Regions from separate parts of the Rattus norvegicus genome. Here region 2 is linked to region 1. A link is a contact called in public Hi-C data. All regions are on one chromosome and are shown on one strand. Each heading gives the region's core, a stretch centred on a gene start, on an enhancer-like site or on the middle of the called end of the contact. The rest is flanking DNA. Distances are from core to core; before and after follow the strand shown.

Evidence for each region. Hi-C and Micro-C count contacts between places; a contact is called where the count stands out from the background.
Region 2: a Hi-C map of kidney shows a contact between it and region 1, with 3 times the contacts expected there. The contact joins the enhancer-like site here to the promoter of Neurl1 in region 1. A contact is called at or near these places in 10 of 12 Hi-C or Micro-C datasets (the A7r5 cell line, Schwann cells, frontal cortex and 5 more) and 1 of 1 datasets of contacts at active chromatin or transcription factors (oligodendrocytes).

The regions. Positions count from the first base shown.
Region 1 is chr1:256,005,916-256,010,733 of GRCr8, reverse strand. It overlaps Neurl1 (neuralized E3 ubiquitin protein ligase 1), which reads right to left and starts at 2,574. Exons shown (of 6, transcript NM_001401624.1): 1 at 2,150-2,574. The coding sequence starts at 2,234.
Region 2 is chr1:256,079,925-256,084,742 of GRCr8, reverse strand. The region is part of intron 3 of Neurl1 (neuralized E3 ubiquitin protein ligase 1); the gene reads right to left. Among named protein-coding and RNA genes, the nearest start is that of Neurl1, 74 kb to the right of the region's middle. Within about 2 kb of position 2,637, at least 6 of the 93 cell types and tissues checked have an H3K27ac peak or open chromatin away from gene starts, as enhancers often do. A contact at or near this core is called in kidney and liver, where this site is marked.

The DNA of each region.
Region 1 (4,818 bases), core at 1,325-3,824:
AGGAAGGGCTGTGAAATAGCATCTCCTGGGAAATACGGGTCATTGTGATCATGAACTCTCAACAACTACAGACGAATGTACTGGGTCTTCCCATCCCATCCATGGGCAGCCAAGGACAGAGGAAGGACTCGGGCCCCATCCCTCACCACTTAACTGTTTCCTACAGACAGATCCAGGGAAAAGGGGAGTCACTGCCATCAGTGGCACATCCACTAGTGACCTCAGCAGACACCAGCTCATAGCCCCTAACCCACTGGTTACACAGATGGCCCTCGATATAAAAATAAGGGGGAGGGGGTAGCACTCATCAACATAAAACATCATGAACCTAAGGAAAAAAATATATATATACTTTAAGATAATAATTTATTTTTATTGCACACATTTTTTAAAAAGAAAACATAAATAAATGAAATAGGAGGAAAATCCCATATGATTCATTACCTAGAACCTTTAAGAAATGTTCCTTCTTGACTCTTATATATTTGTGATCACTGGTTTTTCCTTTCGATTTGCCTTTTAACAAAATGGGAATCACAGAGGGGAGGGGGGTCACAAAGTCTTCGCAGCTTTACACACCGTTCCTATGCTGTGAGCACTTCCCCAAGTCATCAGAGTCTTTGAAAATACAATCCTCCCCCAAAAGGCAATACCATGATTCCCAGGCATTTAGCTTGATTTCCTAGTCTAAGTGATACTGTCAGGAGCATCCTAATGGCTGTAAGTACAACCTGCATCTCCATTTCCCTCCCCCATCAGTTCTGTGAGGAATCACAAGGTCAATAAACACGACTCTAAAAGGACCTGTGCGTGTGCCGCCATATTAATTTCCATAAATCCACCAAGACCCGCTGATTTTCCTGAGCAGGGTGGAGAAGAAGTTATGAAAGACGTGATTAGAACACAGGCAGGGGTATGTCTGTCACCCCTTCTCCATCTTGAAGCTAACTGCCTATCAGGAAGAAACAGGAGTTCCAAGCCTCTAGGGTCTGAAGCCTAACTGTTTCTAACTCGAGGAACAAGCCTCAGTTCCCCTCATCTATAAAATGGATATGGTTACTGCTGCTCTGCTGACTAACCAGAGAAGCCTCTGCGCTCCCTGAAACGGTGCCTGTGAACATTCTTAGCAATCACCAAGGCTCTGGGTTAAAGGTCACTCTTACTACCCTAGCCATATCCTGGAGACTGAGGAAGTAAGTTTTCTTGTTTCATGTTTCGGGGTTTGTTTTTTCTTTTTTCTTTTTTTCTTTTTTTTTTTTTTTTTATTGTTGTTGCTATTGGCTAGAAAGCCCCGGGACTTTTAGCTATCACTGTGCCCCTAGAACTAACTGCAACCTGGCTCTGATAACGATGAAAACAATTATCTTTCCAGAGAGAATTAGCTGGGTTCAGGCGCCTAGGAAACCGAGCAGCATCTTCCAAAGGTCAGAGACATGTTGGAAGCTGGAAGGCCCAGAGCTGAGCCTAGGGCCTCCCCCAGGGGATGCTGGATGGATGGTGGGCTATAGATAGCAAACCTTCCCGATAAAGGTCCATCCGTTTGGAAGCTCCCTGCCCCTCTTTCTAGGGTTCAGATCAGATAGTTTGTCTTTGGGTGCACTAAAAATAAATAAATAAATAGCAACCCGACTCATTCGGTGCAAAAGATCACCCAACGCAAAAGACCCCGGGAGCACGCTCCTGCCCTTTTAGTCCCGGATCTCTAAGACCCTCTAGAGATGGAAACGCAGCTAGTGCTTCCAGCGGGATCTCCCCCAGTCCTCGGCAGATGCAAAGCAGACGAGGGTGACTCTCTTGGGAGGCTCATCTGGAGAACCTAGGTTTCCCTCCACACTGCCCTATCCAGCCCGCAAATGTCTTTCCCACCTCTCCTCACTGCTTAGCATCACTGGAGGGGACTCCAGTGACGTCGCCCGGGCAGATAGGGAGACCTGCGCAGACCCCCACCGACCGCCATCCTCCCTCATCTCCACGGTCAGCACCGGTCAGCTGCTACCGCAGCCCACCTCCACCGTCAGAAGCGCCTCTCCCGCCGTCCAAATGCACACAACAGGTGGCACCTGCCGGTCGTCCCCAACCGCACCTCTGCCCACCACTCCACCTGCGCCGTAGCCCTCCCTGCCGCTGCGCCCCGGCCGGCGAAGCTTACCTTTGAGGTTCTGGGGGTGGCCCCGCGACGCACGGCTGGGGTTTCCTCGCTGCAGAGAGGAGACACTGGAGAAGTTGTTACCCATGGCATCGGCCCCCCTGGGGTGCTCCGGCGGGGGCCAGGCGAGGCTGGGCACAAGCGGAGGAAAGGTGTGCAAGTGTGTGCGCGCGCGGGTGCGCGCCGCCGGGGGAGGGCCCTGGCGGGGCTGCGGCTGGGGGCGGGCGGTTCGCTGTCTCTGGCTCTCCCTGGGCTTGGCGGTCTTCGCTCGGCGGGTCCTGCCCGCCGCGGGGGTCCTCGCACCGCCGGGTTACCGGGCTCCCATGCCCCGCGCCCGGGGCGGCCGGGCCCCTGGGCCCCGGCCCGCGGCGCGCGCCGCTGCGCTCTGCCTGGTGCTGGAGCTCGGGTTCCGGCTGCGGGTGGGCGGCGCAGCGGCGGCGCGCTCCCCGCGGGCCATAGAGTCGGGGCTCGGCGCGCGGCTGCTCGGAGGCTCGGCGACGGGCTCGGTCCCCGCCCGCGGGGACGGCCGCGGCGACGTGCGTGGCGCCCTCCCGCCCGCGGGTGAGCTTGCAGCGCCCGGCCTGTGTGGACCGCCCCCCGCTCCCGCCGGGTCCCTCCCGAGGTCGCCGCCCCCAACCCCCGCCCTAGCGTCGCCAGGACTCCCGGGCTCCGGTTGTTATGGCGACAGCTGCGCCGGTGAATGAGCGTCTTAGTGACACGCGCGCGCCCGCACTACCAGATGTGGGCCCCGGGGCGCGCCGCGTTCCCGCTGGCTATAAGTTCTCGAAGACGCGCGGGACTCGGGGTTAGGGGCAGCACCGCTCGGAACCTGAGGTCAGGAATAGATGGGGGCTTCGGAGGTTGAGCGTCTTCCTGTCCTGGGACATAGAACCTGAAAACAAGAGGAAGAGGACCGCCACAACGCTGGGAGCCCCGATGCCAGGGCGTGGCGAGGTAGACCTAATGGAGGCTCCCTGGCACGGATTACAGGGCCTGGCACAGGTTAAAATGGTCAGGAGTGAGTGGATAATGGATCAAGACACTTGAGATAAGAAACACAGTCACCTCCCCTTCGCTCTGGTTGGAACTTCCAATCAGAACGCCAGTCAGACCCATTCCCTGACTTAGGGCCTTTGCATGCTCCAGAACGGAGAACCACAAGACCAGAACCAAGCTGATGGGACCCAGCTCAGGTACAAACCATGGGAGAGATACGGGTTCCAAGCAGAATTAATCCGTCAGCTGGAAAACTAAGAGATCAGGAAAGGGGGTATGACCTCTGGTAGACCAAGGTGGCTTCCTCGAAGAAGGGGGCATTCTGTACAAGTCCTGTTCACGTGACTCTTCCCATCGGTGTAGCTCAGCACTGCAACCTGCAGGAGGGAACCAGAAAGTCATTCTCCCGCTTGGCTCTCGGGCGGTTCTTTCTCCCCGTGTATCCGTGTATCCGAGGGAAAAGACGGTCCGTCCATCCCACCTTCACCAGCCTTGCTGCTTCTTCAGGCCATCCCTTGCTCTCTAATCGGACTTCCCCAACTGTGATCCAGAGTCCTGGATCATGAGTGGGACACAGGCATCTCATCCATCCTTTTCTGGAAGTTCCTTCCTACAAGTCTCCATAGGACCAGTCCTCAGTATTTAGGCACAGCTCCTCCCTGACCATCCCAGTTAAGCACCTCTGCCTCTCCCCGCCATTCTCCACGGGGTCGTCCCATTCTCTTCGCGGCATTTATATGACTTTGCCTAAAAGTAGTCTTTTCTGCTTGGTTAGATTCTGCTTCTCTTGAAAGAAAATAAGAAAATAAGAGGGGAGAGTTGGCCAGCCGCATTGTTCTAGCTCCCAGGGAAGGGACATGCAGATTCTCAAAGTATCTGTACAGTGACCGGATCTCCATGCCTGCCAGCAGTAAAATCCCACTGTGATCCTTAGAAATCCTCTCTGAATCTCCTTTAGTCCCCTGTCCTGCCTTCTACTCTCCTCTGAGTCCACACATTACGTCCTTAAGTTTCAGAGGCTCCAAGGCAAGCTAGAAATACCTGAGAGGTACGTTCTGGTGTCTGAGAAGAAAGACAACCAGCACCCCCAGCCCCAGCCACTAGCCTCTGGGATGCCTGGGATCACGTGCTGACCGGCTACAGAATGGTCAGGTCAGGGACTGGTGTCTTATTTATGGGCAGTGTCTTCCCAACACTTACCCCCAACTGATGACTCATTTGTCAGCAATCTGTGGGCTCTTAACAGCTCACACACACACACACACACACACACACACACACACACACACACACACACAGAGGTGGGGGAATCATACACCAGCTGCGGAGCTCAGGCATTTTATGAGTCAGAATAAATATGTGGACCCTGTATAGAGGAGACTAATCCCCCTGAAGTGTGTGTGAAGGGCAGGGTTCTGGCTTGGATTTATAGATAGTGGCTGGAAAGGCTCTGGATTCTTCTGGAATAAACCCACTTCTGTGTCCTGGGAAGCCTGGGTAGGGGGATGGGTGTGGGTCTGAGGCCCCAAAAGGAGAGGACAGCTAGCCACTATGGGCAAAGCAGAAGAAAAATGAAGGCCATAGAGACAGGAAGAAGAGAGGGAGGAAGGGAAAGGGAGGGAGGTAGCGAGCGAGCGAGCGGGGGTGGGGGGGTGGGGTTAGGGCAAGCCAGCAGG
Region 2 (4,818 bases), core at 1,388-3,887, 74 kb before region 1:
GATCTCACGTGGGCTGCCTCATACTCTCAGGACTGTGTGTTCCGAGTCCTGGAGCTGGTCAGGCTGTGGGATAGTTCACAGTAGCACGAGTCAGATTTGTGGACATTGCTTGCAGAAGTTGTTCAGAAAGCAAAAGAGGGCTGGGCCTCTGAGGGGTTGACCTCTCTTAAAGGGAACTCTCTTCATCTCTGTATCTAAGTCACCTGTGTTGAAGACCCCTCTCCCTCCATCCAGGTGGTTGCACACATAGCCCCTCCCTCCCCAGCACTTAGAGAGCTAATGAACCCAGCCAGTACTCCAGAGGTGCCCCGAGAAACTCAAGGCACAGGATGACTATCACATTCAAAGATACGTATATTCTACTTCAAATAACACCGCCAACCCAAGAGTATTTGGGGTATCATTTGGTTGGGTTTTGTAACCAGATCCACACACTGGTAAACAGCATGCCAACAAGAACAAAGTCGAGTGTGGTGCATTTGAAGTGGTCAGCCTGGGTCCAGATCTCGACTCTGCCATTGCTTTAAGAACCGCATAAGGACACACAGCATAACCTCATGAGATCCTTTCTCTTCAGCTGCGAGAGGCATGGCTGACCTATAGAAAGCTGTATTTTGAGGCTCATCTTGGAAGGACACTGTAGGGACGTGATAAGGCCGACCCGGTACCTGGTAGAGGACCCGGCACATGTGACACAAGCCACAGTTTCCATGTTACCATGAGCTCTAGGGCACTCCAGACCCGGTGTTAAATGTTCTACCTGGTAACTTAGCTGGCAGCCTGGGAGGGTCTCAGGGTCTTGGGTTTGGGGACTGGGCGAAGCTGTACCCCATCTTCGGGTAAGCTCACTCAAGTCGCAGCTATCGGTAAGCAACTTCGCGGAAGCAATGCGATGGTAGGACCCACAGAGTGGAGGCACACGCCTGCCCTGACAAGTTCTGACAGGCCACAGCAGGCAGAACCCCCGTTGCCCAAATAACTTCAAATAATAGCATTTTGGCCTGGGGGCGTGGCCCGTGGCAAAGTACATGCCTAGCATGCACAAGGCTCTGGGGTTCAGACAAACAGACAGACAGACGGACGGCGCTAGGAAGTGGCCTTATAAATGTTGCTGAACTGGGAGCTGAGGCTCAGGAGCAGCTGGGAGTGGCCAGACTCAGCCTAAGAATGTCTTCTCCCCTTCCTCTCCAGCACTCAGCGGGAACAGCTGTGGGCAGCCAGCAGGCTCCAAATAATTGTCCCAGCAGCGGGTCAGCTGTGCAAGGCCCCGAAATAGTTGCAACCTGAGACGCAGAGCACCCACCGCATGGCAGAGGCAAAGGGCCCCCGGGCAAGCTAACATGGAGATGGGAGATGGGACGCAGCCGTGTCTAGCCCCCAATCCAAGAGAACTCCTTGGGACTCTCCCAGGACATGGGTAACCCGGAAGCACAAGCCACGGTGTGGCCCCGCATTTGGAAGCAATGCATTATATAACCAGTGCTGGAGAGACGCTGCCCACTCAGGAGGGGTGAGGATGGAGGCAGATGTGGCACAAGACCTTGAAAGGAGCTGCTCAGCCATTGTGCACCATGCCCTTTCGGTGCCTGCCAATTCTGGTGCCTGGCAATGGTTCTGGCTCAGAGCAGCAATAACCAGGCCCCGCCAGGCTGTGTACTGTACGAACCCATAGACAGAAGACAGGGCAGGCTCCGTGTCTTGGGAATCAGCAGACAGCTAGTTCAGGCTTAGAGAAGGAAGAATCCAAATTAGACATGGCTCCAGTAATCTTAGCATCTCAGATTAAATAGGAGCTCAAAGGAAGTGAGGAGGTGTGGGACCAGGCAACCTGTATGCCCCAGCCAGCTTCTCACTCAGCCTTGCCTAGAATGCCCCTGGAGACGGGAAGCTCACCACCTCAAAAACCTTCCTAGCCCCTCTTCTCTAACCCTGTCAGAAAAGGAATTCTCCTTGGGCAGGGCACATAGCTCAGTCGGTAGCGTGCTCACCTAAAAATGCAAGTTCTGGGTTTGATATCCAGAACCTAACTGGCCAGACTCGGTGACTCACACTTGTAATCCGAGTAGTCCAGAGGTGGGGGGCAGAAGCATCAGAAGTTCAAGGTCAAGCTCAAGGTTATTCATCCTACAGTGCATAATGAATCTGAAGTCAGCCTGGGCTACAGGAAACCCTGTCTTGAAACAGAAAAGTTTTCCTGGTTTAGACTTTTGTGTGGTAGAACATACCTCAGGGGGACCCTCGGAGTCTCTCCTTTGGGACAAATGTCACCTTGAATAAAGCTCTCCAACTCTGACTGAGGTGCTCATCCTCTCTTTCGGAGAGGGTCAGGGAAGGACTTTGCTTCAGCAGCAGGATGGGCAGCTGGGGACAGGCATGTGAGGTGTAAGATTGCCGGCAAGTTCATGGAGGTCAACCTGAGCCAGGCCACGGTACGTTGGCTGGCGATGAGAGCCACGGGCCAGCTCTCCCTCAGAGCCCACCCAGCCCTTCAACACACAGCCAGCTGCATAGGCCCACCACGGCAGGGTTTTGACACCGCCATGGAGGCCTCTTTTGAAGCTGGGCCACCACCAGCCCAGACGTGTTTGTTTGGATTCTCACATCCGCAGCACTGGGTAATCTTTAACCACAGGGCGCAGCAGCCAGCCCCTGTTTGGAAGGTGTTGCCAGCACATTTACTGTCTCCATAAACATCGGCCTGCTGGTCTGTGACTGACCCAAGCAGGGGAAGGAGCCATGGAGGAAGTACACAGCTCAGATGGACCTCTGGGCAGTGCTCTGAAAACCACACCAGCCTCCACCCTCTCCTTTTAAACTCAGCTACGGGCCGCCCAGCAAAAACAAACACGATTTCTGAGGTCCCCAAGGGAAGCATAGACTCCTCCAGAATCACTCCAAGTCAGACTCTTTGGCTGAATCAAGGGAGCCAGAGGCTCCTGGAGATCATTTGATGTAGTGGCCTCTCAAACTTCTGTTGCTTTGTTCGGTCATTGTCTTTTGGTGGGTGGTTGAACTTGGTTTTGTGTTCTTAGTTTTTGAGACAGGATTTTGTATCTCAGGTGACCTGGATAGCCATCCCCCTGCATCAGCTTTCCGATGGCTAGGATGGCTAGGTGTGAACAGGGACACCCACGTCATATGGTTCATTTTTTTTTCTTTCTAAGGCAAGGATATCTTTGTTCCAGGACTACCACACATTGTGGCTGAAGTCTGGCAGGCAGGCACCGTGACCCTGTCTCCTCATTCACTGTCTCAGAAATGTTCTGGAGAGCCACAGGGTTCCAGAGAATTCCACTGGGGACCCACAGATCTTAACCCAGGGAACTCACATTACCAGGTTTTCCCTTCGTGTTAAAAGACTGGCATGGGGTTTTCTATTCGGCGATGGTGACCATGGCAAATGAGGCAAACTGGGTATTCTTTTTTAAGCTAAAGATAAAACCACGTCTCACATCATAAACACTTCCCTGTATCTGTGAGCCTCTGCAGATACCTGAGAGCTAAGTGGGGCATGTATAATTACGCCCGAGGAATCCAGAGTTTAAGGCAAGAGATGCTGGGAATTACCCACAGCTTGCAAGCAGCTGGGCCAGGTCTTAATTTGGAGAGGAGACGCGCTCTCCTTCTTCTGAAATGAGGGCCTGGTCCCCAGTTGTACAGGACCCAGCTCCTCCCTCCCCTCAGGTTCCACTATGACCCTCTCACCCCTGCAGGTCTTACCAAGGGCCCTAGAACTACATCTGGAGGCAGTGACACACTAGGTAGAAATGTGGCGTTGCCTTTTCTGCAGGTGACAGACGGTCCCGGTTTGGCAGTCCCAGGGACATGATCCCATGCAACCCAGGCAATCTGCTTTGGGACAGGAGAGCCAGATGCAGCCCTTGAGACTCTGTGACGAACACAAGCAGTCAGACCTGCCCTCGCTGCTGAGTCAGATACCCTGCGATCCCCTTACCTCTTTCTTGGGCCAATACCGCTGAAACTCTGGTAGCCTCCTCTGCCAAACATCCTTCCTACCTTGAGCTCCAGACACAACAGGTCCTTAGTGACCACCAGGAGGTGGCCATTCAGACTTAAGAAGGAACACAGATGGACTCAGAAGTAGAGAAGCTGGAAGGCAAGGCTGCCTAGGCCTCTGGTTCAGACAAGACACTACCACCTGAGGTCCTTAGACCTCTCTGCAAAACACGTACAACACCTTCTCCTGTGTACAGAGAATGAATGCCACCTTAGAAAGCAGGACAAGGCACCACACAAACCATTTAGATATGCACATGCCCTAGGTGTTCAAGGGAAGATGTATCATGCTACACCAGGGGAGGGGGGAAAGTCCAGGTGGAGGAGCGGAAGGTTTGGTGCCCAGACCTTGACAAGATTTGAGATGAGAAGAAGAAAATGTTTGGAAGAGTCTCTGAAGAAGGAACAGTAAGATGTGGGGGTAGAAGGAACACTGGATTTGAACACTGAATTTGAAATAGGATCTCTAGGCTATATATCTGAGTATGACTTCAACTTCCTGCCTCAGCTTCCCACATGTGTGTGTTGCCTCACTGGACTGAATTACTCTTTTTTAAGTAAAAAGGAAGGAGAATTGTCAGAGAGGGTGGGGGAGGGAGAGGCCCTCATCAGCACAGCATCCCCAATGTCTATCCCATCCCAAAACCGGTTACAGGCTCCTTAAACTACAATTAGCCTCTTGAACCCAGCAGCTAAGGCTGAACATAAACACTGGTTTAGCCAGGGAAGCAGCAAGTCCCCCCGCAGATGGCAGTGCAGCCTTCAGCTGTAGACAACACACCTGGGACACAATGCAGCCCC